Linked DNA regions of Mus musculus: regions 2, 3, 4 and 5 are each linked to region 1. Evidence: chromatin contacts called from public Hi-C, Micro-C, capture Hi-C and promoter capture Hi-C data. All regions are on one chromosome and are shown on one strand. Each heading gives the region's core, a stretch centred on a gene start, on an enhancer-like site or on the middle of the called end of the contact. The rest is flanking DNA. Distances are from core to core; before and after follow the strand shown. Region 1 overlaps Slc10a7 (solute carrier family 10 (sodium/bile acid cotransporter family), member 7). Region 2 holds the start of Zfp827 (zinc finger protein 827). Region 3 holds the start of Ttc29 (tetratricopeptide repeat domain 29). Region 4 holds the start of Pou4f2 (POU domain, class 4, transcription factor 2). Region 5 overlaps Ttc29 (tetratricopeptide repeat domain 29).

Region 1 (5,210 bases), core at 1,336-3,835:
CTACAGGTCAACCTTGGGTGTTGATCCTCAGGAATTATCTATGTTGGCCTTTGACACAGGGTCCTTCCCTGGGGCCGGGCTGGCTCATGAGCTCCAGGCATCCGTCCTTCTCGCTCTCCAGTGCTGGGATTGCAAGCATGTGCTACCACATCCAACCCTTGAAATATTCTGGGAATTGAACCCAGGTCTCATACTCATGCAACAAGCACTTTATACACTGAACTCTCTCTCTAAGCCCAATTTATCATTCACTATATCAGAGGCCTACACTGCTTATACAGTATGGTATTAAGAAGCCTGGGGCTAGAGTCACGCCTGGGTTAGAGTCTTATTTCTACTGCATGTTTGATCTTGGTTGGGCTACTTAAACTGTGTGGGCAAGTGGAACCGTGTCACCAGAGAGGAAAACTGGTAAGGTGGAGCAGATTAAGGAGCCCCGCCCGGCAATTCTCACAATTGAGAACAGTAGGCATTGGAATCTGCTCCCAACACAGTTCCTGTCCTGGAGCACATGACCTTGACACCCCACTAAGAGGACCATGGTAACTGGTCACGCAGCATAAAGCCCAGAGTTCTCCATGCTGATGAGGTATCTAAATCGGCCCTGACTGTCCAGCCAAGGAGTTTCCCTTCCCCACATCCCTTCCTGCAGGAGGTGTTTACTCTCTGTTCACCCTGGGTAAGCCTATGCATCCTCTTCCTCCACGAACAAACAGTTTGGACAAGCAAGGGCTGTCTCTCTCACCAAGAACCATAGTGGGAGGAAGCCTTTGTTACCATCTGTGCCACCTAAGTCTCCCGCAGAAGGCTCTTCCTTGGTTCGCAGGGGTATGCCTAGGTGCTCTGGAGTTTGGGAACTACAGCCTCAGCCCAGTCCACACCAGGTTGGAACACCTATCTTAGGCGGCGTTTTGCTTCCCCTGAGCAGGTATCACCAACACTCCAAGAGCAGAGAGGAAGGTACATAGCAAAGAACCCCTGTGTTTCATCTCCCCGAGTGGCTCCCAGCACCCCAGCGGCAAGGCGGAATACAGACCTCATTCCTAACTATAAGGAGGCAGCAAAATAATATGCAACAGTTCACATTTATCTGTTATGTTCCAGACACTGTTCTGACGCAGTGACAGATGGCAATGGCTCTGCTCTCAACAGCCACAAGTCCTCCCAGTAAGCGGGTAGCTATGCACAAGGGTGGGTGTGCCTGGCTTGACTTAGCTGTTCAGCAGAGGCATGGAGGGTAAGGGTTTTTTGTTTGTTTGTTTGTTTTTGTCTAGGTGGTGTATAATCTGCATGGATCTCAGAATTCCATCCTGGTTATCATTCTAGGTCCCCCCACCCAAACTATTCTGGAAAGTTCCAAGGATAACCAGTCAAACTTTTTGCAGAGGTCCTCAGAAAGGGGATAGGACGGCACAGACTGTATGAACACTTTAATGGCTTCCTTATCTAAATAGTGTGCTTTCTGCTCCAAAGCACTGAGCATTCTAACATGCACTCTGGGTTTGTGTTTTACCAGCTGGCTTTCTCTGTCCGGCATTTCACCTCTAACTGAAAACTTCTGTCATCTTATCACTGGTGTGAGCCACCACAGCATCTGAGCTTGTCAGAGCTTTACAGAGACCAGAGGAAAACATTTTTATCCTTCCTATATAATAAGGCATCCCACACTCGATCCAGTCAGGCAGAGCTCTTAGAGCCTTGCTCAGTACCCCAGAACTCCAGGCTTATGGAAGATTTACCATCTCCAAACTGCTGACACTGAGTGGCCACCAGTGGCCCTGGGCAGGCTGGCAAACCCCTGTTTCTAGCAAGAGGAGGATATCTTGCATCAGTCTAATAGATCTCAGGAAGGGAACAGTACCTTCTAACCCGAGGCTTGAGTTACATTCATAATTATCTGTCGGTGGCACCTCACAGGAAATGGGACAAAGGAGATGTCAGCTGAGCAGACAACACCCGAGGATGGGCTCAGGCATTCTGCTGTCCTTGAGGGCCACCAAGCACTCCCGCCTACATCGCTGCCTGTGCACTTAGAATGACTGTAAGTCACTCCACAGTAATGCCCCTTCCAGTGCAGGCATGAGCTACTGTGTTCCTCTACACAGACTCTTACAAGGAATTTCCTACAGATTGGCCCTTCCTTCATACTTCAAAAGTAAAAATTTAAAACGCTCCTTTGTCATAAATGAATAGGCTTAGAAAGGAAAATGAACAGAGAGTTATGAATAAATGCTAAGGGCACAATGAGGAGAAGAAACAGTTCTTCTAGTAATGACGATTTGAAGAGGAAAGAGGAACACACACATGAGGCCCTTTGGTGGTGACACCTTGCATAGACCAGGCTTCAGACACAACAGGTAGCCCCCGTCTGCTGCTCAGGCAGGACAGTGAGTTGGAGTTTGTTCGAGGCCGTGTTCTGAGAACATGTCTGTCATCTTGTCCAGATGGAGTGAACTACGGGCATCCTCACAGTTCAGGAGAAAGTGAGGCAGAGCACGGAAACACTGGCCTGGGCAATGCACAGACGTAGGGTGCGGGTGCTGGTCCAACATGGTGTGCTGGCTCCACAGCCTGTGTTCGAGTCACCTTAACTGGTAATTTGCTTGGGGCCTTAGGTGCCCCCAGAACAGGGATCTGTGACAATAAAAACACAGAACAATGGCGGCAAAAGCCCAAGGAAAGGAATGTTTACACAGCACAGCTGGACAGGAAGCGGCGCCTCTTTCAACAGCACTTAAGGCTGGTGGCTTTTACTTACTTTGAACCAAAGCTGTTTGATGACCATTGTCAGCCCATGAGGAAAGTTAAAGATAGCCTTTCTGCCGACCATGCCTGGTTGCAGCCTTATTGCTTTATGAGATGTTTTATGTAAATAAAGATGCAAAAAAGGCCCCAAATGAGCAGCTGGTGTTACAAAGAGGTGTGCTGTGATTGGAGAAGGTGGTCAATGAATGCAGATGCTGATGAGGAAACTCGGAATTCTGTGGACTGAAGATGAGGGAGCCCTCGCTTGACAGAGCTGCAGAAACAATTAGCAGCAGGAATTTGGGAGTGAATTGGATTGCTGAGTCACAGAGCCTTTCTTCAAACATTGGCTGTAACTTCCAGGAGGGGCCACCATGTTTGTGGAGGCTACATGTGGAAAAGTGGGAGGTCACTTTCTTCCTTTTCTATGCTGAGGTAAAAAACTTTGCTAATGGTCACGCTCGCAAGATGTGAAGACAGTACACAGAGCGAGTACTTCACATGGAAACAACAACAAAAGGTCGTAAGACTACACTTCACATGGTCACTACACAGGAAAGGCGCCATCTGATCAGGACGGGGTCCTTGCTTTACTCAACAGAGCTTCAGGAATAGATTTTATTTCCATTTTCTTTGTATGCAGACCTGCATGCCTGTCTGTGCACCATATGCATGCAGTGCCTGGGGAGGCCACAAGAGGGAGTTGGAGCTCCTGTGACTAGAGTTGCAGCTGATAGTGAGCCATGTGGGTGCTGGGAATCGAACCTGCGTCCTCTGCAAGAGCAGCCAGTGATGTTAACTGCTAGGCCATCTGTACAGTTCCCCAGACAAGTCTGTCTGAAGATATGCTTCAATGCTACCAACAGCAGCAGCAGCAGCAACAGCAAAACACTATTGTTACATGTGACATAAAACAGAAGCTGATGCTGTGGGGTGAATGTTCACTGATTCTGTCACCTCTAACATGTAAGCTTAGTGCTCTCTAAACCATTGCACTGCGCTGATAGACAGTGGGAACTTCAGGAAGACATTCAATACTAGTTAAACAGTAGACATGGGTAAGCTATGACCTAGAGTCTCATTAGCCAGCCTAAGTATACACTTGTTTTGTTGGCATGGCTTTCATCTTCTAGCAGGGATTTTCTTCTCCATGGCACAGGATTAGGGGGTGTGGTCTTGTTGGAGTAGGTGTGGTTTTAGAGGAAGTGTCACTAGGGGTGGGCTTTGAGATTTCAAAAAGCCTAATTGGGCCCCTCCCCCTTCCTTTATAACTGAGTGCTGAAATAGTAAAAATTAAACCTTGAGCAGAGAGCTTTGTCTTGGTTCCTTCCTTATCTCGAGCAGCCCAGCCCCTCTTCTCTTCCAGGTTTCCAAAATGCCTTTCCAGGCTAGAACCCATGTTGTGATCTACTGGCCAGACACAACACTATGCCAGGCCCAGTTCTCTTTCTGCTGCTGCCTGCGGATCAGGATGTAGAACTCTCAGCTTCTGCTCCAGCACCATGTCTGCCTACATGCCACCTTGTTCCCAACCATGATGATAATGGACTAAGCCTCTGAAACTGTGAGCCACCCCAATTACATGCTTTCTTTTATAAGAGTTGCCCTAGTCATGGTGTCTTCACAGCAACACAACAGTGACTAAGATAACAGTGACTCTGTAAGAGTGACTGTTCTTACAGAGGACTGGAGCTCAGTGTCCAGTACCAACATCAGGTGTGACTCCAGCTCCAGGGGATCCAATGCCCTCTTCAGGCCTCCACAGGCAGTCTCACACATGTGACACACATGAACACATGCACACAAACATGCACAAATAAAAAACTAACTAAAGCAAAGGCTCACACACAACTACAAATAAAGAAAAAAGCTGGAGTGAGATTCCCGAGCTTTATATTTGCTGGAAGCTGTTTGCTACTACACTCTCCAATTTTATTCCATCTTAATGCCATGGAAACTGAGAAATAAATATCCCATCTAGTTTTCTGGCCGGAAGAATGTGAGAAAACCCTGAGTCAGTTCTGGAAAGAATGCTTTTGACTCTCTGCTTCCCCGCAGTCTTCCTGTATCCTTCTTTGGATACCTAATAGATGTAACTTTAATTTTCCAAAATAGTGCGGTCAATTTTGTTAGCAAATGAAGGGTCACAGCCTCACGATGAAGGGTGAAAGTCAGCGAGTGTGATGTGGGGCTTGGCCTCTGCTGCATTGGAACTGCTAAGGGCGAGGATGAGACAGAGGGCCTGCTCTATCCAGACAGAGGGAGTTCTTGGCTTGTCTGCTCCTCACGAGTCAGGCCTTCAATAGATACGAAGCAAGAGGCATCGTGAGCAAGATGATGTGCCAGCTTTGTGAGGTAAGCACAGTGAACACCAGGGTGAGCTATTCCCCTCACAGCTTTCTAATTTGGACAATGAGGGCATGAGTACTGTGCAAGGTTGTTATGAATATTAGCTGAGATAATGA
Region 2 (5,134 bases), core at 356-2,855, 310 kb before region 1:
AGAAACTGACCCTCCGTCTCCCCCGACCCCTCCCTCCGGCGCCTCCCGCGTCCCCTCCTCCCGCCACCCCGCCCCACGCCTTCTCCCCTGCCCCCTCTCCCCTGCATTCAAGGAGCCCGGCGGCCCCGGGGGGGATATTTTTAGTTGCTTCTTTCTCCTTCACTTTTAGCTTCAGCAGCATCTCGGAACACTCCGAGCGGAGAGCTTGTGGGGGGACGAGGGGGGAGCCCGAGAGGGAGTGGGGGAAAAGTTAAGAGTCTCGCAAAGAAAAGCGGGAGGGCGGCGCGGAGGGACCCGAGGCGCGGGTGGAGGAGGGGACGGGGACCCGGCCGCGCAGCCCGGCGCGAGTCTCCAGTTGGCGTGTGTGGCTAGGGCCAGGAGGGCTGGGATGCACTTTAGTCACGGACTCTGCTCGGGCTGGCGGGGCAGGGGGGTCTGCGAGCCCGCGTCGCCCCGGCTCTGTCTGCTCCGCCTGACCCCGCATTTTATTGCGGCCGGGAGCCCTGCTCCGCCCTCCCCTCGGCTCTGCAGGGACCTCGCGCGCCGCGCGCCGCCCTGGCTGCCTCGCCTCAGCCTCGGCGCGGCTCCCGCACCCCACATCCGCTCGGCTGCCCGGCCTCGCCCCCCGATCGGCCACCCGCGCCCCCCGGCGCCCCCACACCCTCCTCGACCGCCCCTGCCTTCCCCTCCGCCACCGCCTCCACCTCCGCCTCCAGCTCCAGCTGCCCGCGGCTCCGGGGCCGACCCACCCCGGCGCAACCTTTAGCCGGAGACCGACCTCTCCGGTCCCCAGCCCGGCGGGCGGCCGCGCGCCCTCGCCCCGACACCCCCAATCGCCATGTCACGGCCTCGGCCCTGCGCGCGCCCCAACCCCGCACCCTTGTGCACCGGGATCCACACGGAATTTCTTTTTTTTTTCCAAGATTGCAACCTCTCCCACCTCCCCCCACCCGCGACAAAAACCCGGCATCCACACTACTCCCCTCCTCCCTCCTCTCGCCCCCTCCCCCGCAAACCGGAGTGAGGAGGGGGAGGGAAAGGGGGGAAAAGCCCGATCCCAAGGAAAAAAAAGAGGGGGTCGAGAGAAAGAAAGAAAAAGAGAGAGAGAATAGAAAGGGCACGGGGCTGATCATCACCAACATGGCTGCCTCGGCATAGACCTAAACGAGGAGTAACCCGGGCTGTGTCTTTGTCAGTTTCACCTCTGTAACCCTAAACTAATGCAGAAAACAACGGCGGAGGCTGCGGAGGGGAAAGAGGAGAGGGAGGGCGAGAAAATGGCACGAGAGGAGGTGGAGAAGGGATGACTTACGTGAGGGAAGGCGCTTGGGCTGCTCCTGCTTCCTCCTGGGCATTTTCCCCCTTTTCTCACATTCTCCTCCTTGGTTAATGTGAGATCAAATAAACCCCCGTGGGGGCAGACAGGCAGACACTGGCAGGAGCGGGGAGGTAGTTGGGGGGCGGGCAGGGGGAAACCCCTTCTCTCCGGTGTGTGCAATGGGTTGAAGCTTGTTTCCTGGAGCCAGAAGAGGGGTTTTCTTCTTTCCTTTCTTTCTTTCTTTCTTTCTTTTTTTTTCCTTTTTTTTTTTTTTTTTTAATTTTTTGGTCGTGCACCTGGCTTGTCCCCGAGCGTAATATTCTTCAATGGAAACGGATCTAATAGGTGTGAGTGTGTGTGTGTCCTGTGCTCGCGTGTGATGGGAGGTATAAATAAATGAGCGCCGGTGCGGCGGTGTCTATGGCCGCGCGCTGTGTCTCCGAGCCCCTAACACTAATGTCGGGATCAAAGGGCAGCGGCGGCGGCAGCACAGCTCGCAGCTCGCTCTCTCGCTCTCCTCTCGCGCTCTCTCTCTGTCACACACACACACTCACACACACACACAGAGGCACAGACTGAGGGAAAGAGCGAGAGCTAGACACACGCGCGCGCGCATACACACACACACACACACACACACACACACACATACACACACTCAGCAAAGAGGAAGGTGCCCTAAGGCTCTCAGGGCGGACTCAGCCTAGCATTTACAACTGCTCTGTCTGGAAAGCATGGGGGGCGCGCGTGCGGGGGTGGGATGGACTTCTTCGAATTTATCCCGCTAGTCGCCCAATCAAGGGGGGTGGTGGAAAAGTGCCCCCCCCCGCTCTTGAAACATTATTTTACAGATTTTTTTTTAAGGAAATAGGTTGCACTAACCACTTTCTTTTGTGTATTAAACTACGTTTGGTTCTGTATAAAATTCCCCAGGCTTTTGTAACTGAAAGACTGACTCTCTCACCCCATCACCTTGAGTCTGGACGTTACAGACTCTCACATACTCCCTTAAAACAGCCTAATGGAAATAAATCTTTTTTAAAAAAAAAAAAAATGAAAAGATAGCATAGGGTGGGATCAGTGGATGGGTGGCATGGATACCCAATTTTAGAGGGTCCGGTGGAGTTAACACTTGAAAATTCAGCCAAAACTAAAATTACAGGTTCTTGATAAAGAGGGAAAATAAGATTAGGTCACCCCCCGCCCCCCAGGGTTGACTCAACTGCCACGGGTCTATTCCTACAGTGCACACAGTGATCTTGACTTCTGTGATTCACTCCCTGCCTCCCCCCCCACCTCCCCAGAACACAGGTAACTGAGCCTTACCCTGAAGCAATTCTAGTGTGTAGTTTGAGCTCATACAGCAGTCTTCATTAAGCCATATACTTTCATTACTTTAGAAATCACACATCTTGCTTCAAAGAGACACATAAAGAGGGAAAACAGAAAAGGATGCGTCGCCTCACAAAAGGTACTCAGTGAAGGGAACGGGTCTCTCTCTCTCTCTCTGACTGTAAGCCATGTGGATACAAGTTCACTGGGAGGTTGTTAATGATTTAAAACTCCAAAATCTGCTACTATAATTGAAGTAAAAAAAAAAAAAAATTTGGTCTGAAGAAGAGCTGTTTCATAAAACTCTTTGTAAGGGGAAACTTTGAACTTGGTGGAATACATTATATGTCATGAGTCAGAGCTAAAAAATAAAAAGGTGCATTATTTAAACATCTTCCCTTTTGAGGTTTAAAAAATCGACTCATCATCTTATTATGTTAAATATTTTCCTACCAATTTTTTAATAGATGTTTTCATCAGAAGGTGGAGCATAGTGAAGACACAAAAGTTTAAAATGGCATTCCATCAGGTGACATGAGTGACTAATGAGACTTAGAAGTCTCCAGTGGTGTTAAAGAGAGCCACTGGGGTTAGGTTTGGTTACATTTCCTTTAAATGACAATAGCTTTATACTGTTTTCACTAGGAAACTGTAAAGGAGACTGTGTCTCCCAAAAGATGGCTTTCATTAATAGTGAATTCTCAAGATGAACCCCTTCTTGCTGATACCTACCAACATACTTGGCACTCCAAGGTTGCAATGCTATTTGAAGCAGGTTTAAATGCCTTCTGAAACAGTGCAATATCCAAACTGGAACATCAACCTTAAACCAATTCCAAAATACAAAAAAAAAATTGTTTTTAAATGATAGTTAAAATCAGGCATGGTGACCAGTGCCTTTGATCCCAGCACTGGTGAGGCAGAGGCAGGCAGGTCCCCATTGGAGGCCAGCCTGGTCTACAAAGCAAGCTCCAAACTAGCCAGGGCTACGAGTGAGACTCCTTCTCAAAATAAGAAAAACTAGCAAACAAAAAGAGGCAGTTAAATTGTCCCTGTGTAATGATCTGAGATAGATTGTTCACTCCGATCAAGACCAGTCTGCCGTGCCTTGGACTGTGTGTGCATGAGGTTTGAAGCACGTCTGTTCCAGGCAGACTGCTGTGGGCTTGTCGTGCCTAAGGAGAGATAAACACATTGATCATGAGACCGACCACAGCTTTCTCAGAACTTTTACCTAGGACATCAGGATCACAACTCCAAATGGACACAGCACCACCTTTTCCTGAAACTGCAGTGACCGTTCACAGTACTTAGTACACTGTAATTGAAAACACACTTTTGGCCCTTCCTCCAGCTGAGTACATTTCCTGCGACCTTTTAAAGGCATGCTGGCAAAAGCTGTCGACTTTTAATTATATAGGTGTTCCATCAACAGCCAAAAGCATTTTAAATGGAATTTATTCATACCTCCACCTTTTCCAAAAATTATTTGAAGTAATACATAACAATGGGAAATAGAAATAAACAGAGCCTCTTCTGTTTAAATCCCATGTTGGTGTCTGAACAGTAGACAAACCGCTTCAAGGTCATTTGTAGCCACCCCTAATTGCTGGAATGTTAGCGCAATCTAAATGTTAGGAAGATAAGGCCTGGAGATCATCACAACAAAACTCAAAATCAAAATTCGATAGTATGTTTGGGTACATATAGCCAGGAACAATCAGTTTGGATTCTTAAACTCAAATGTTGTATTTGATTCACTGGTCTTTTCATACTACATATTTCTTAAAAAGCATAGTACCCTTCCCACCCCATCTCTATCATTTGTCAAATGTGAATCCTAAAGGCATGCATTCTGAGATGTTTCATAAGTGCTGGCTCACAGGTGTAAATGCCATCTAAGGCCAAGACTTGCTAAAGGTGGGTAGTCAGTGAGATCACAACTCGTAGAATAGCATAGAGGCTGCAGAGGGTCTCCAGGGTCAGAAGCATTCTTACAATGAAAGTGACTCAGCAGATACAGTCACCTGCTGACATGCCTGATGGCCCAAGTCCTGTCTCTGACACCGGCTTGGTGGAACGAAGGAACCAGCTTTCAGCAACGTGTTCTCTGACCTGCACAGGTGTATCGTAGCATGTGCAACATCTCTCCCAGTAAAATGGATGAATTACTGTTTTTCAAACTTTGATAATAATATTTCGATGCCCCTTGCCCTTTTCTCCCATGTTGGCATTTGTGGTGCTGATGCTAAGGTGGTGATGGGTAAGATGACGGTGATGGCAGAGATCAGGCAGGGTACCACACTTAGGATTACTCATCCTATCCGTCATCACATGCACTCAGAGAAAGCACAAAGGAAGGCTCACTTAAGGACATCCTTGATGGAGCAGTAAAAACTGTAAGTTTTACTAACTCTGACCCCTGAGACAAGACTTTTTCTTGTGACACAGTAATGGGTACCAAAAGCGCTCAGCTGTGGCTAA
Region 3 (5,229 bases), core at 437-2,936, 510 kb after region 1:
GAAAGCTGCAGGCAGGCAATCACTCAGTGAGAGAGAGGGAGGGAACCTCTGAAGCTGGTACCAAAATGTACTCAGGCCCTGGAACCCAGGCTGAAGCAGTGCACTAGGGAGGACCCAGGGGGCATTTCCCCCTCCTCTCCAATGCCAGTGAACGGGCAGTGCTACACGTGGCTGAGGCAGAGATCAAAAGGCTGCCTGGAGCCATTCTACAGTTGGTATTCAGAAAAGATTTGGCACATCCTTTGATCTGCTGGTTGGCACTCACATCAGCTGCAGTTACAGCCTCTGAGTTTGGCCCCCATGTACAAAGACAAATGAGAATGGAGAAGCAGGGGAGAAAGGTTTGAGAGTTCTGGGTCAGGCTGTATGTGTCCCGTGGTGGGAGTTTACATTTCTGGCTCCCAAGTGAAACTCTTCAAAGTGTAACCCTTGTGCCCACTCCCCCTTGACATGTCCCCAACAGGATCCACAAAAGGAGAGCAGATGACTGTGTCCTCTGCAGTGGCAGTTCAGAGAGGGACGAGTCTTAATGACTGCATTTCCAGGTCCAGCCACTGTGACGGTGAAAGCTGAGATGAGGGAAATGGAGCCAACAGACCCAGCAGAGAAATGATTATGCATCACTGAGAAATTCAAAATAAATATGATCTCCCCCCTCTATGATACAAAGTCATTCTTATGATTCAGAACTTTTTATATAAGAATTCTTTAGCTCCAAAAACATGAAGGGAACCACAGGATACATTTAGTAGACTATTTTTACATGATTGAAAAACAAGCTCACATAAATAAGTTTGAAATTTTGGATACTCCTAGCATGTTGTGGTAGACAGCTGGATGGGTTGTGAAATAAATAGTAACCACACATTTCCCACCACCTAACATTTAGTAGTAATGCAATCAAAACATCAGGTAGGGAAAGCCTTAGACGGTAAGGCACATTTTATCCAACTTACATTTGCAGATAACCGATTGCTCTGGGCTCTTAGAGGCCTGTCTGAAAATTCTGTAAGCAAAATACTACAGCAAAGAAAAGAGAAAAAAATGTTTAAATACCTAGCAAAATAATTCCTCTGTGCTCCTCATGTCAAGAAACAAGGCTCACTCACACCAGTGGATAATTAAGTAGCAGTACTGTGCACCCAGCATATATCATATATTTAAATGAACTAAAAAGTAAAACATCCCAGTTAGACACTAGGAAACTAATCACTAATTCAACAAAATGCCCCCCACCCCACCCCAAACATCTGAAACTCCAATATGGTTCAGGATGGTTCTTTCTCTGACATTTGTGAGCCCGAGATGTTTTTAATGACAGCTGATCCTTCTGTTTCCACCCACCTCGGAACAGGTCTGCTGTGCCTAGAGAGGTTTGGTTTTTCTTGGCCCACCAAGGTCCAAGGGGCAAGAAGAGCGCCTTCTGCGAGGGAATTGATTTGGGGGGATGAGTGGAGAGGGCCTTTTCTCTCCTCTTACCCAAGCTGGGGCCCAAGTAATGGAAGAAGGGGTTCTTGGAAAGGAAGAGCCGCCCACTCTTCTGGGAGCTGACCAGGTCCTGTCCCCAGCCTTGCCCCACAAACCTTAGAAAACTAGCTCTGGGCCTGTGATTCTGTGTCCCTGACTAAGCTTCTGCAGGCGGTGGGTGCTGGGCGCGGTACTCTCATCCCAGATTGTTGGCCTGGCTTGGTGCAGACAGGGGACGCTGAAAGCGTCTCCATGGAAACAGAGGGGCTCGGCGGGCCAGATGGAGGCGTAGTTAGGCTAAAATGGGCTTTAGGATTGGTCAGCTCCAAGACTCTTCAAGTGAGGGGGCGGTGCTTGGAGAGTGGGCCTGTTAGTGAGTGGGCGTGGCCTGCAAGAGGATCTGGTTCCTCCAGTGAACCCGCCAGAGAAATTCCCACAATCCAAGGGCCTTCTGAATGCCCCTGAGTTGTTTCCTTTTTTCAGTATTTCCATGCATTCAATTATTTCTTGTGAATATGCAATTGATTATTGTGACTACCTATAGCCAGCACCATCTCTTGTCTACACCAGGAGAGCCTCATCTGTTCTCAGGAATTCATTTTGTAGCTTTAAAGTAACTCCATTTGACCCGTGTGAATTCTCTCCCGGACTCTGCTCTCTGCTGATTTTCTGCACGAGTGTTTGTGAGTTCTATTTGCTGTCATCTCACAGGTAAAGATCTCTGAGTTAGAGGTCTAGAAAACTCTCTCTCTCGCTTGTTTGTATTTATTCTCCCCGCTTGCTGTTCCTAACTCTCTGGAAAGTCTATGACTGATCTTGTGCTGAACATGAGGTTCCTTAGAGATAGATCTTTGCAAATGAAAGAAAACTCAAACAAAAATAAAGGGGAAACAGTTTCCTCCAAGTGAATGTTGCTGGCTTCAGCTAGTTTTTTTTTTTTTTTTTTTTTTCTCAAGGGACTTGGACCCTTCTGAAAGTACTGAGGACTTAAGGACATGCCGATCTTTACCCACATAAAATTAATCTCACTTTATTCTTTTCACTTATAGATGTCTTTACTATGAGCCTATCTTCCCCGAAAGTGTCAGCTAAATGTGCGTTTTTGTCTTTCCTTTCTCTTGTCCTGTAATAGCATGGGGACAGGAATGTGGTATGTATTCACACAGGATTTTTAATTAAATGAATGATTGACAGGGAAGACAGAAATTCCTCCAATTGATTCTCTCTTCCCTGTCTAGAATTCAAAGTGGAGTGGGAGAAGATACAGATGACCACTTAAAGCTGTTACTTACCTACGATATCCAGAGTATCTTCTGATCTGTGCTCTGAAGATGGGTATTTAGGATAAGTTAAAACTCTCTTCAAATGCAAATTCTAATCCTCCAGTGGATGCCACCACATCCTAACCACTTCCCATAATAGATCTCAATACAGTGTGACATCCCGCTCTCAATCCTGATAGGAAAGTTTCCCTGAGGCCTCCTGTTTTGACTCCGGTGTTTTATTGCATGTGTCCCCTTGCAACACTGAAGAAAGAATATTCTAGGCAATCTGAGTTCTTTTGGGGATGACATTGTCTGACTTTTCCCTACAAACATTGATAAAAATGTACACCTTTGGTACTTAGAAAGTATCCTTTTACATTTGCCATTCCCAGAAGTAGTGATGAGACCCTGGAAACCCATTTCCTTGTCCCTCCTGTGTTGGTGATCTACTAAGAAGATCTATGTTGTCAATGACAGTCACAAGCCTTAGTTGCCTAAAACATCAAAGCCATTTCTGAATTATGCTGTGTGCTGTCACAAGTCAGCCTTGGGTTCTACTCTTTGCTACTGTCATAGCAGACCTGGGCTGAAGGGACTGCTGCCAGGGCATGCCTAGCCTGTGGAGAGATGATGATGGAGGAAAATTGCTCATTGGCTTCAAAGGCTTCATTTAGAATAAAAGCAACAGCTTTCTCTCACATTTCATTGGCCACAACTCACATGATCCTGCTCAAGTATAAGAAACAAGGAAACTGTCTCCTTACCCCGTGTTTGAAAGAGAAACCAATCACCTGTAAATGACAGGGGAACTAGTCACAGTGGCTCTTTCCAGTGCCACCTTACGTAGCTGAGGCTTCCCTGAAATACCTGATCCTCCGAGTACAGGGGTTTTGTGGAAGAACCCTTCAGTCAACATCTTGTATATCCTTCCTCACATTTACATAACTGTAAGCTGTTACTTTACAAATAGTTTCCTTTTAAAATGTTTTCTTCTTCTACCATTCTGATTACTAGTATTGAGTCCCCTGACTTGAATTTTTAACCCCTAACAAATACATTTTCCATTTTCATTCTTTTACCATTTTGTTACATATTATTTGTAAAGTTTTTGAAAATATTACTTGTCAGCTCCTTACTAATGCTTTGTCTATGGAAAGAATCATATGTTTTGTATCTCTAAAGCCTCTCTTATGTTGCTTCATTAGATTTATTTTCAGTGTGTGTGTGTGTGTGTGTGTGTGTGTGTGTGTGTGTGTGTGCATGTAGAGGCAGGAGTTTGAGAGTGAGTTTGGTTTTTCTTCTTCTGTTCTGTGGGCCCCAAAGTTCTCTGGGCTTTGAGATAAGTGCCTTTCCCTGCTGACCATTTTGCTGGTCCAGGATCAGCTTCTAGTTGGAGGTGCTGGCCCTACAGGGCTCTGTACATGCTAAGTATACACTCTACCATTGAGCTCTGTTACCACTGTTGTTAATACATTCTTTTTCATGAACAGAACTTCTCAATTATCACTGAACATATCATATTTTTAAGGCTATAATTGTTTTCTATAAACTGTATTTGCCTACAGGAAAGTTTTTCTTTGTTTAATGTTGACATTTTTATAAAGCCAATTATACTTGACTGCTATAGTGCTTATCAGTAGGTTCAGCTGCCAGTAACAGAAATCAACAATAAGAGAAGTGGATCATCAGTCCTCTGTTCCCAGCGTCAGTTTTACAACTTAACTGTCTGTCGAGGAAGTCTTCCACAACCCAGCCACAGCATCTGCATTTTATCTGGAACTCACACACAGGGGAAAAACGTCATGCCAAGATGAACCACACATTACTGCTTTATCCCACCAGCAAGGGCTTCAGCCACTTCAAGCCTCAAGGACAGGTTGGGAAATGTCAGCTATATTTTCAATATCCATATGCCGAGCCTAAAAATTAGGGATCAATAGCTATGGCAAAGGAGAAAGAGTGGATGATGGGGGACTCTGGGTATCCAAGCTCCTGATGCTGGCCATCCTAGAAACTAGCTCTGTACAACTCACCCATTCACTGAATGGGATCATTTGGCCCAAAGTTTTCCCTGGTTGCACTGGACACTTCTTTTAGAGCATTACCTCTCAAGATGTCCCCACTGAAGGGACTCTAGTCAGCCCAAGCCTGACAAAATGGCTCTGGAAGGCCTCGTCCTTCTCTTCCACCCCTTCTACCTTGCTAAAAGCCATTAGGTTACATGCATTCCTAAAGTTAGCCACCAAGGCCCATCCTCCTTATTTGACCACTTCCTCCCCCTTAGACTGTCAAGGTCCAGCTATCAAAGTATTAATGTCAACCCACCAAAAACTCCCTTTGGTTCATCTAATTAACATGCCAAATTAAAAGTAAGCACCTCACCATAACACAGGGTGTCCCCTTTAACTTTTATAAACTGCCATTTGCCTATGGGTCACCACTGTTTCCTCTCTATCCAGAGGCAGTCTCCTTTGTGCTGAGAACTTGGTCTTTTGGG
Region 4 (4,995 bases), core at 1,565-4,064, 280 kb after region 1:
TAAACACACTACTTAGGAGTTGAAATACCACAAAGTTTTTTCTCTTTCTGTACCTCACTCCCTGTAACAGTCTGGGGGAATTAGGTGGAGGAAAACATTTGTCTTCCTGATGTTTCCTACTCTGCTCAGAATTTCTTTGGGCATGTGGTCCTTCCTCACTCAACACTGAGAAAAAACATACCCATGTATTTCAGTGGATTTTTATTAGTCATTTGAGATGCTCAACAGTTTATACTAATTAGACCATCCAAAGCCTTTTGAAGATTAAGCAAATTGGACAACCCTTGTTAATTAGAACATAATTTGAAGTTTGAAATTATATCACTGATGAAGTGGTCTAATTAGTATGGCGATATGTTAATGGACCAGCAAGACACTGGCAATGGGGTTTGGCATGGACCTCGCTAAGGCATGCACAAAAATTCTCTCTTTTATACTGGCATTAATAAAAGATTTCTATAGACTCCAGCTTTTCCACGACGACATACAATTTATATACACACAATGCCCACAGTCCTGTTCATTTTTTCACTATTATGAAAACTAATAAATTCGTCAAGCTGAATTAAGCATACAAATCAGACGAGGCATAGCAGATTACACGGTGAAGCTCGGTGTCTCCCGAGCCTAAATGAAATTTCAATCTAATAATTCCTTCCTAGCTGGGTCATAATTTGTTTAGAGATGCTGTTGTACTTCTTTCAAAGCGCTGTTCACACTATAATTAAATGATACTCAAGCTTTTAACTTTGATTTATTTCATTTCGTGAAGCTTGAGACAGTGAGAACTGCACAATGTTATTTTTTTTTTATTTCCTTGAAAATTACCTTGGCTGTTGAGGTAGAAATTAAACACCTAAGCACTTACTTGAACAGTCTTGCACACAGCCACGTTCTTTCATGTCAACACCCCCCTCTCCGAGTCCTTGCCCAGGCTTCTTAGGGCTCTCAGTGGAGAACATGGCTCGTAGGAATCCCCTTTGGCTACTGTTTATTATTTTCCTTTACGCAGGGGAAGAGAAAGGCGGGCTCCAGACTGGCAAAGCAGCAGAGATTTAAGCACCACGGACAGATCCCATCGCGTTGTCAAAGCAGAGGCTTTGGGGTGGGGGGGGGGGGGGAGTATTCCGACGACAGCTTTCCTAACTTGAACCTGCCAGCCCCGGCCTGGATGAGGTCAGGGGAGGATCCACGGTTTCCTGTTCGCCGCTACCGCCGCAGGGCTTCCGGGTGCTGACTCCCAGAGGGCTCCCCTTTCCACGCTTGCCCTCCACTTTGTTTTTGTCCTAGCTCGCGCCAGTGCCTCTTAGGCCTTCTGCTTGCTCTCACACCTGCTGGCCCTCCCAAGCTCCCAGGGCCTGCACCTGTTCCGGATCACCCCTGTCCCGGACCAGCCACCCGCAGGTCCTCATCGGTATATGCACCTAGTGTCTTTCCGCGCTCTGGAAGGCGAGGGTAGCCCCAAGTGCCGCAGGACGGAGGGGAAGGATGGGAAGGAGAGGAAATAGGTTGTGTTTGGGGGGGTTGGGGCTGGGGAGTGGGCCACACTGTCTGCTTTTGAACTGGAACTCAGAATGTGTGTTCACTTCCAGGAAAGTGGTTTGCACTAGCACAAAAGTGGGAGCAAAGTGTAAGCAAAAAATAGTCTCTGCACACAGTGACTGTAGAAATGAAGATAAGTGGGACTTACGCCAGTCTGAGTGTGTGTGTTTGTGTGAGTGTGTGTGCACGCGCGTTTGAGTGAGTGAGTGAGTGTGTGTGTGTGTACGTGTACACGGTGTTAGTGGCATTCGGCAGCACATGCGCTCTGTATTTCTGGCCCTTCTCGTCCTGTCAGTTGCTCCTTTCCCTTTGATTGTAGCTAATGAAGAATAATACATCCCAGAGTCAGGGTTTGCCAGGAGATCCTCCCAAGTCCCAGCTCACCCTGTACTGGACATAGGGAGGAGGTGGAAAAAGAGAAGGGGGTGGGAGGAGAGGAATCTGTACATGTGTTAGAGGGTGATATGCTCATAAAGGGGGGAGTCGCATGCGCATAGAGGACACTAACGGGCTGTGTGGCTGTCCAATCCGCTGAGAGCTGAGGGAAATCGAGGGAGAGGAAGCCCTGCAGCCGGGCAGACCCACGTCTTTCTGCACTAGGCACCCGCCGGGCGGTGGGATGCAAAGCCCGGGGCTGACCTCAGCACGCATCAAGGCGGGAGCTCAGAGCAGAGCAGAGGACCCGGGTCGCCGCAGCGTCTAGATCCTCATCCAGGGGAATCAGGGTCACTGGAGCTGACGGGAGGGGAGGGCCCCTGAAACTTAGTGGTAAGCAGAGGGCAGGAGAGCAGGTGGCCAGGTAAGGTGCACCTCACAGTTCAGGGCTAGTCGCTTCCAAGATTGGCTTGGAACGCAACTTTTAGGGGGAGTTTTTTTTTTTTTTTTCCCGAGGGAGGCGGGAAGATCTGGAGACTGTCATTTAGGTGACTGGCACTGCCGGGTGGGGGTGGCCCGAAGCACCGACCTGGCTAGTTGGGTGGGGTTGAGCTGGGGCGCGATTAGAATCAGGAGTTGCAGGCGCGGCGTAGGAGTGGTAACAGCAGAGCGCCTGCCGGGGCAGGGAAGGCTGCGGGTCCCGTGGCAGAGAGAGAGGGGCGGGTGCAGGGAGAACTGAAAGGACCGGAGCCTGCGGGGAGCCAGGGCGGGGAGAAACCCACCCAGAGCAGTGCGTCCTGGCAGGAGAGGGCGGGGGAGGGAAGGAGGGGGAGGGCGGGCGGGGGTCAGGCGCGGGAAGAGGGGACTATAACTCCACCGCCTCGATGAGCTGGGGCACTTTGGGGTGCTGAGGTCTGAAGCCAGAGCCACCCGGAGCAGGGCAACCTCTCGGGCAGACCTAGCGGGAGACACAGGAGCGGAGCTAGCGGCCACACTGGGAGAACCGGGCCTGGAAGCAGTGGCGGCTGAGCACAACTTTGCAGTGTTGTTCCCTCTGCTGCTCCGGCCGGGTACTTCTCCGGAGGGTCGGGTAGCTGGGACCGGAGTGCGCCAGCGACGAGCGCGCCGCGCAAGGAAAGATGATGATGATGTCCCTGAACAGCAAGCAGGCGTTCAGCATGCCTCACGCAGGCAGCCTGCACGTGGAGCCCAAGTACTCGGCGCTACACAGTGCCTCCCCGGGCTCCTCTGCGCCCGCGGCGCCCTCGGCCAGTTCCCCTAGCAGCTCCAGCAACGCTGGCGGCGGCGGCGGTGGCGGCGGAGGCGGAGGCGGCGGCGGCCGGAGCAGCAGTTCCAGCAGCAGTGGCAGCGGCGGCAGCGGCGGCGGCGGGGGCTCGGAGGCGATGCGGAGAGCTTGTCTTCCAACCCCACCGGTGCGTATGTCTGCATAATCACCGCTTAAAGGCACATTTTGACAGCCTCCTTTATCTGCTTGATGTTTTTTTCATGTCTGCACAGCAAATCACCCCACACCTCCAACCAATCCCCCCTCTCTTAAGTATTCAACGGGTCTTGCCTTTCATATTAATTTTTATGACCTGGGATGCTGCCTGTGCGCGTGTTGTGTTGTGTTGTGTTGTGTTGTCTGTGGCTCACTTTTCCTCCCCCTGCACATTGGCTTCTCGCGCAGGCTTCCCCTCTCTTCTCGCTGCCGAGTTTCAGGATCACTGTCATTATTATTATTTTAACGTTCTGGGAATGCTGTAGGCACGGTGGCGGTGGCGAGCCCTGGGCCGGGGGCTTCCGGAGAGAGCGCTCACAATTCCCTGCTGAGCGTAATGTGTGCCTTCTACTTACAATTGCAGAGCAATATATTCGGCGGGCTGGATGAGAGTCTGCTGGCCCGTGCCGAGGCTCTGGCCGCCGTGGACATCGTCTCCCAGAGTAAGAGCCACCACCACCATCCGCCCCACCACAGCCCCTTCAAGCCGGACGCCACTTACCACACCATGAACACCATCCCGTGCACGTCGGCAGCCTCCTCTTCTTCTGTGCCCATCTCGCACCCGTCCGCTCTGGCTGGCACCCATCACCACCACCACCACCACCATCACCACCATCACCAGCCGCACCAGGCGCTGGAGGGCGAGCTGCTTGAGCACCTAAGCCCCGGGCTGGCCCTGGGAGCTATGGCGGGCCCCGACGGCACGGTGGTGTCCACTCCGGCTCACGCACCACACATGGCCACCATGAACCCCATGCACCAAGCAGCCCTGAGCATGGCCCACGCACATGGGCTGCCCTCGCACATGGGCTGCATGAGCGACGTGGATGCAGACCCGCGGGACCTGGAGGCGTTCGCCGAGCGTTTCAAGCAGCGACGCATCAAGCTGGGAGTGACCCAGGCAGATGTGGGCTCGGCGCTGGCCAACCTCAAGATCCCGGGCGTGGGCTCGCTCAGCCAGAGCACCATCTGCAGGTTTGAGTCTCTCACGCTGTCACACAACAACATGATCGCGCTCAAGCCCATCCTGCAGGCGTGGCTGGAGGAAGCTGAGAAATCCCACCGCGAGAAGCTCACTAAGCCGGAGCTCTTCAATGGCGCGGAGAAGAAGCGCAAGCGCACGTCCATCGCGGCGCCGGAGAAGCGCTCTCTGGAAGCCTACTTCGCCATCCAGCCAAGGCCCTCCTCGGAGAAGATCGCGGCCATCGCCGAAAAGCTGGATCTCAAGAAAAATGTGGTGCGCGTCTGGTTCTGCAACCAGAGGCAGAAACAGAAGAGAATGAAATACTCTGCCGGCATTTAGGGACCCTTCTCCAGGGATGGCCCTTTCCCTTCGCCCTCTTTTTTTCTAACCCCCTTCTTGTCTCTTCTGCCTCTTTCCTTTCTACTTTGGCTATCAGAAAACAATTCCGGTAAATGTGAACCCAGACCAAGCCAGGAGCAAAGAAGCAAGCAGCTGAGCCCAAATCAGAGAGATTGTGAACCGGTTTCGCAGTGAAGAAAAACCAAAACCACAAACAACACAACACGAAAAGGAATTTGTCAAGTTGTAGCAGAGCTGTCCCCTTTAACTG
Region 5 (4,929 bases), core at 2,302-4,801, 430 kb after region 1:
TAGTTAAGAGAAAAACAAGACCAGAGTTGGTACACTGGCTCAGTGTGTAAGGACACTTGACACCAAGTGATTATCTGCGCGCGCACGCGCGCGCACACACACACACACACACACACACACACACACAGAGTATGTTTTAAAAGGGCGTTTCCGTGACATAGAATGGCACTTGTTAAAGAGTCTCAAAAGGAGCTGTGTTCTGTGTATGTTGGTCCAGAACATGTATGCCAACTAGAGTGGCAAAAGCGCTCTACTCTAGGGAGCTGTGTACAGAAAGAAACTAAACAGGAACAATTACTAAGACTTATTTCCTCCTCCCAAATTTTTATCCGTGAAGTGTTACAGAAAGAATAAGCCATTCTTTGTGCCGAATGACTTTTATATATATCTTCATCTGTTAGGTTTGAAGGATAAATAAAATTTCACTACAGTTACTTAATGAAATCTTAAGAATGCTTTATAAATATGATTAATACCCTCTAGTATTAATGGATATATATCAAGCAAGTTGTCGGTTGCCAGAATATTAATGCCACTATTTTTCGGACATATAGTATGTACTTGCATTCTTTTTATGTAATGCTACTGGGTGATGGTGGAATTATAGGTCAGTCATGCATACAAGGTAATAGCTTTCTATGTCATCATAAAGTCGCTAACATGCTAACCATAGAGATGGCCGCATTGGCAATGTGGAATAATTAAATAAGAGTACATGCGATGAATTTTGCTCTATAAAAGCAAATGAAATGCCAATGTAATGAATTTTTATTTCCTTGTACACATTTTTAAAATGACTTTATTATATTTATCCCTCTCTCTCTTCTCTCTCTCTCTCTCTCTCTCTCTCTCTCTCTCTCTCTCACTCTCTCGTCTGCAAAGGCCAGAAGATGGTGTCTAAATCCCTGGAGCTGGTTACACATGGATGTGAGCCACCCAGCATGGGTGCTGGGAACCAAATTCAGGTCCCCTACAGGGTACATTCTCAACCGCTGAGCTATCTCCTTTATAAGCTTTCTATAAGGCCCAGTGTGAATTTGTAATAGGTTGTATTATTACTGAATACTGGAAACCAGATTGTTCACAGAATGAATAATTGAATGAAGTTGGTTTCCAGGCACTGTTAAGGTGACTGAGGTTTTAGGAGGGAAGGAGCTCACCAGACAAAAGGCTGAGGGGGTCACTTCTTTTTCCCAGGGTTGCAATATGATTGGTTCAATTTTGCAGAAAGTCTTAATTGTGACTTTTAGTAAAACCCATTTATCTTTCAAAGAAATACCATCTAAAACTCAGAATTGCATTTCTTAAAATCCCTGAGACGTCAAAAGATGTGGGCCAAAGGGAATCTCAATTCCTTTTCTTAGCGCCAGGCACCAAGGTCATATTCTCTTGATAGTCAGGGTCTCCGTGGCCTTTTGCTTGGTGTTAGTAAAGCGATCTCAGCCTCTCTTTACCAAATACCCTTCTGGCATTAGTATATACTTCAGCCTTGATAATGGCAGCTCAGCTCTATTCTGCCATTCTGGAAGGAATGAGAAGTACCCAGGATTTAGTTTGTCCTCTGTTGTTATATTTGAACACCATGGAAGGTTTTTGACTGACTGTTTTTAAAGAGAATGAAGATTTGTTTGTCTAAAGGCTCTGGTGCTGCCTCTGGTCAGGACTCCTTTCTTAATTAAAACATGGTGGAGGGCCTCAGACAGCAAGGCAGAACAAACATGCTACCTAGGGCATCTCCCTTAAACTACCATTCTTACCATCATGGAGTCCATGACTTCATGTGAGTCTCACCTCCTCCTGATGCTTTCTCGCTAGCAAACACTAAATAGCGGATGGTTTGGGGGCTTAAATCACTAACGAATGCGTTTCAGGGACACCCCTAAACCACAGCAGCCAGCAAGGAGTCATTCTCTAAACTGTTATTCGCATTCTTGTCAATCCATTGTTTAGTTAGATATACTAATAATTTATAAATAAAAGTCTCGAAATAAAGACACATTAGCAAAGACATGAGATGCCTCCTTCTGGTCAGCAGAATTATTGAGTAGGAATATTTCCTTGAAAGAGACACACAGAATCATTAAACAGGTTAGTGTAAGGGAGAAATGTGTGAGAGGCTGAGTCCAGAGGAAAAAATACTAAAAATCTGAAGATATTTCAGCTTAGAAGATAAAGCACAAGTGTATGAATAAATACCTATAGTTTTAATAATACCAACTGTGTTCACACTAGGATGTCTCTCGGGGGTTCCAAGACAACACAGCTGATAATGGGGGCACCCTTACTCCTGTCCCCCAGTAACAGAGGATGAGACACAGTCATTGCTTTAAAGCATAAAGATAATACTGAGAGGTTATTGATGAGATTGTCAGAGTACAATTTACGAAGGACCAAAGAGAGGCCAGAGACAAACGCTGCTCGTTCTCTATGTAGCTGTCAATCATCTATCACCTACCTACCTACCTACCTACGTACCTACCTACCTACCTGCCTGCCTGCCTGCCTACCATAATCATCTATTATCAACCATCTACGAGTCTGTCTGTGAATGGCATGAAAGAATCAGGGGACAACTTCAGAGGGAGGAGACAAGTAAGAGTGAGGAGAGCAGCAAAGTTCAGTGATGCACATTACAACAAGGCCATCATTTAACGTAGACTCAACTGGGAAGAGATTCTTAATGAGGAAGTGTCCAGATCAGACTGGCTTGTGATTATGTCTGTGAGGATGAGGGCTGATGTGCTAACAATGCACACCTGAGTCAAGAAATGCCATCAGAGGGTGGAAGAGGCAGGTCAGCATCTCCTCCCAACGCCATCAATGGGGTCCTGATGCTGCCCTTTCCAACTCCTGCCCTTCACATGGCCCTTTTCTCTCTGTGCTGTCCTCTGTTCCTCTGTTTCACATCCTCTTCCATCCTTTTCTTATAAGACAAAGGACTTTGGAATTAGAGCCCCAGCCCAGTCAATCCAGGACAATCATCTTATCTCAAGAACCTTAAGCTAATTATGTTTGAATTCACTGGTTCCAGGGATTAGGGGATGGCTGGGAGCTGGCACCATTTAACCTATTATACTCAATAGAGTGAGCCTACTTATTACTCCCACAGGGTACATGAAGTAATTGAGATAGAGAGAGCTCCAGGGACTTGCCCAAGGTCACCCAGATAATAGGCTGTGAACATGAGATTCATATTTACTTCTAGAAAAAAAAAACCCACTTTCCTAAAAATAGTTTCAAGAGTTCTCCACTTGGATGTCAAATATAATTTTTGTGATCCATTATTTACTGGACTATCTTACATCACTGAGAACATAGGATGCACCAGAATTCCCCACTGAAAGCAGTAATTCTACTGTTAAATTAGTCACAGCTTATAAGGCTGTTTATTGCACGCTGCATTAATTATCTTTATTCAGGGCTGTGACAAAATGCTTGACAAAGGGGGAAGAAAGATTGTGGATGATGGTTTCTGAGATCTTGATCCAGGGCGCTTACCTCGACTGTTCCTAAGATTGTGCACAGAGAGGTGGAGCATCACAGTAGAGGGCAGTGGTGAGCAAAGAGACTCCCCTCACCTCATGATGAGCAGGAGGCAGAGAGAGACAAAGATGGAGCCCAGAACAAGGCAGAGCAGAAAATGGAGGCCAAGAACACACTCCCAAGTCCAGAGACACCTACTTCTTGGTTTTACTTTTTTTTTTGTTACATATTTATTTAATGTGTGTCTGTATGTGTGGATATATGTGCCACAACACACGTGAAATTCAAAGGACAATCTTGTTATTAAGTAGTTAATGTGTTCTGGTATCTGACTTGGGTCTTCAGGCTTAGCAGCAAGTGCCTTTGTCAGCTGGGCTATCTCATTGGTCCCTACTATTAATTTTATATATATTTACTTTTGTTAAGGTTTCTTCTTTGTTTTTCCTGTGTTGTTTTGAAGCAAGGTCTTACTCTGTAGCCCAGGCTGGCCTGGAACACCTGGTAACCTTCCAGCCTTTGAATTTCAAGTATTAGCATTACAAAGGTGAGTCTCTTTGTTAGGGTTACTATTGCTGCGATGAAAGACCATGACTAAGCAAGTTAGGGAAAAAAGTTTTATTTGGCTCACACTTCCATGTCACAATCCCTCACTGAAGGGAGTCAGGACAGGAACTCAAGCAGGAGGCAGGAGCTGATGCAGAGACCGTGGAGGAGTGCTGCTTACTGGCTTGCTCCCTCTGGCTCACTCAGCCTACTTTCTTTATAGAACCCAGGACCACCAGCCAAGGGATAGCACCACCCATGATGGGCTGGGCCTTCCTACACTGATCATTAATTAAGGAAATATCCCACAGACTTGTCTATAGCTTGATTTCATGGAGGCATTTTCTCAATTGAAGTTTCTTCTTCTGAAATGACATTTGTTCGTGTCAAGTTGATATAAAACTGTGCAGCACAATAAGGCACCATGACTGGTTCAGTCTATTTCTTCAAAGTTCTTGCCTATATAGTTTCCACTACTTCCCAAATGTAGCATTGGGTCACCAAACCTTAGCTAGGGGTAGTCAATTAGTGATGAGAGTACATCCACTATCCTATTGCATCTCTGAACACTGTCCTGGGTACCAAAACATAGGAGGCTTTAAAGGGGTCATTTCATAGTCAAGCAATAACAAATATATTTTACAATAAACTTTATTTAAAATAACCTTAATGTCCTTCTATAGGAGGCTAAATCCTCCATGGTCCAATCATACATACCCTTTTAAAATGAAACATCTATAATTACACTTGATATTTTCTAAGAAAGTAGATCTTGAGTATCCTCAGAAAAATAAGGTGAGTTATGGAATAGATAGTCTAATGATAGTTTGGTTGTGACAATCCCTTTCTAGTCTACATGCATTTCAAAATAGCACATAGTATGTTTTGCACATTATCTCAATG

The links. Promoter capture Hi-C pulls out the DNA fragments that hold promoters and counts their contacts. A called contact is a pair of places that touch in the nucleus more often than the background predicts. Capture Hi-C pulls out chosen DNA fragments and counts their contacts.
Region 2: a contact with region 1 is called in a Micro-C map of embryonic stem cells, with 4 times the contacts expected there. The contact joins the promoter of Zfp827 here to the enhancer-like site in region 1. A contact is called at or near these places in 1 of 484 Hi-C or Micro-C datasets (embryonic stem cells) and 4 of 115 datasets of contacts at active chromatin or transcription factors (craniofacial prominence, embryonic stem cells, forebrain and 1 more).
Region 3: a contact with region 1 is called in a promoter capture Hi-C map of embryonic stem cells, with 4 times the contacts expected there. The contact joins the promoter of Ttc29 here to the enhancer-like site in region 1. A contact is called at or near these places in 10 of 39 promoter capture datasets (the 3T3-L1 cell line, the C10 cell line, cranial neural crest and 5 more), 1 of 484 Hi-C or Micro-C datasets (trophoblast stem cells), 3 of 115 datasets of contacts at active chromatin or transcription factors (bone marrow-derived dendritic cells, embryonic basal ganglia and large pre-B cells) and 1 of 9 other capture datasets (liver).
Region 4: a Hi-C map of embryonic stem cells shows a contact between it and region 1, with 1.7 times the contacts expected there. The contact joins the promoter of Pou4f2 here to the enhancer-like site in region 1. A contact is called at or near these places in 3 of 39 promoter capture datasets (embryonic stem cells, liver and pre-B cells), 2 of 484 Hi-C or Micro-C datasets (embryonic stem cells and nephron progenitors), 5 of 115 datasets of contacts at active chromatin or transcription factors (embryonic midbrain, embryonic stem cells and neural tube) and 2 of 9 other capture datasets (embryonic stem cells and liver).
Region 5: a contact with region 1 is called in a capture Hi-C map of embryonic stem cells, with 4 times the contacts expected there. The contact joins two enhancer-like sites. A contact is called at or near these places in 3 of 115 datasets of contacts at active chromatin or transcription factors (all in embryonic stem cells) and 1 of 9 other capture datasets (embryonic stem cells).

Annotation. Positions count from the first base shown.
Region 1 is chr8:78,717,701-78,722,910 of GRCm38.p6, reverse strand. The region is part of intron 10 of Slc10a7 (solute carrier family 10 (sodium/bile acid cotransporter family), member 7); the gene reads right to left. Among named protein-coding and RNA genes, the nearest start is that of Gm39203, 46 kb to the right of the region's middle. Within about 2 kb of position 2,585, at least 43 of the 459 cell types and tissues checked have an H3K27ac peak or open chromatin away from gene starts, as enhancers often do. A contact at or near this core is called in embryonic stem cells, nephron progenitors and trophoblast stem cells, where this site is marked.
Region 2 is chr8:79,024,908-79,030,041 of GRCm38.p6, reverse strand. It overlaps Zfp827 (zinc finger protein 827), which reads right to left and starts at 1,605. Exons shown (of 15, transcript NM_178267.3): 1 at 1,313-1,605. The coding sequence starts at 1,355.
Region 3 is chr8:78,209,799-78,215,027 of GRCm38.p6, reverse strand. Ttc29 (tetratricopeptide repeat domain 29) reads right to left here and starts at 1,686. Exons shown (of 14, transcript NM_183096.3): 1 at 1,480-1,686; 2 at 957-1,020. It overlaps Gm39202 (a long non-coding RNA gene), which reads left to right and starts at 1,735. Exons shown (of 3, transcript XR_878950.3): 1 at 1,735-2,178.
Region 4 is chr8:78,434,466-78,439,460 of GRCm38.p6, reverse strand. Pou4f2 (POU domain, class 4, transcription factor 2) reads left to right here and starts at 2,814. Exons shown (of 2, transcript NM_138944.3): 1 at 2,814-3,350; 2 at 3,783-4,995. The coding sequence starts at 3,057. The coding sequence ends at 4,724.
Region 5 is chr8:78,284,198-78,289,126 of GRCm38.p6, reverse strand. The region is part of intron 9 of Ttc29 (tetratricopeptide repeat domain 29); the gene reads right to left. Among named protein-coding and RNA genes, the nearest start is that of Ttc29, 73 kb to the right of the region's middle. Within about 2 kb of position 3,551, at least 8 of the 459 cell types and tissues checked have an H3K27ac peak or open chromatin away from gene starts, as enhancers often do. A contact at or near this core is called in embryonic stem cells, where this site is marked.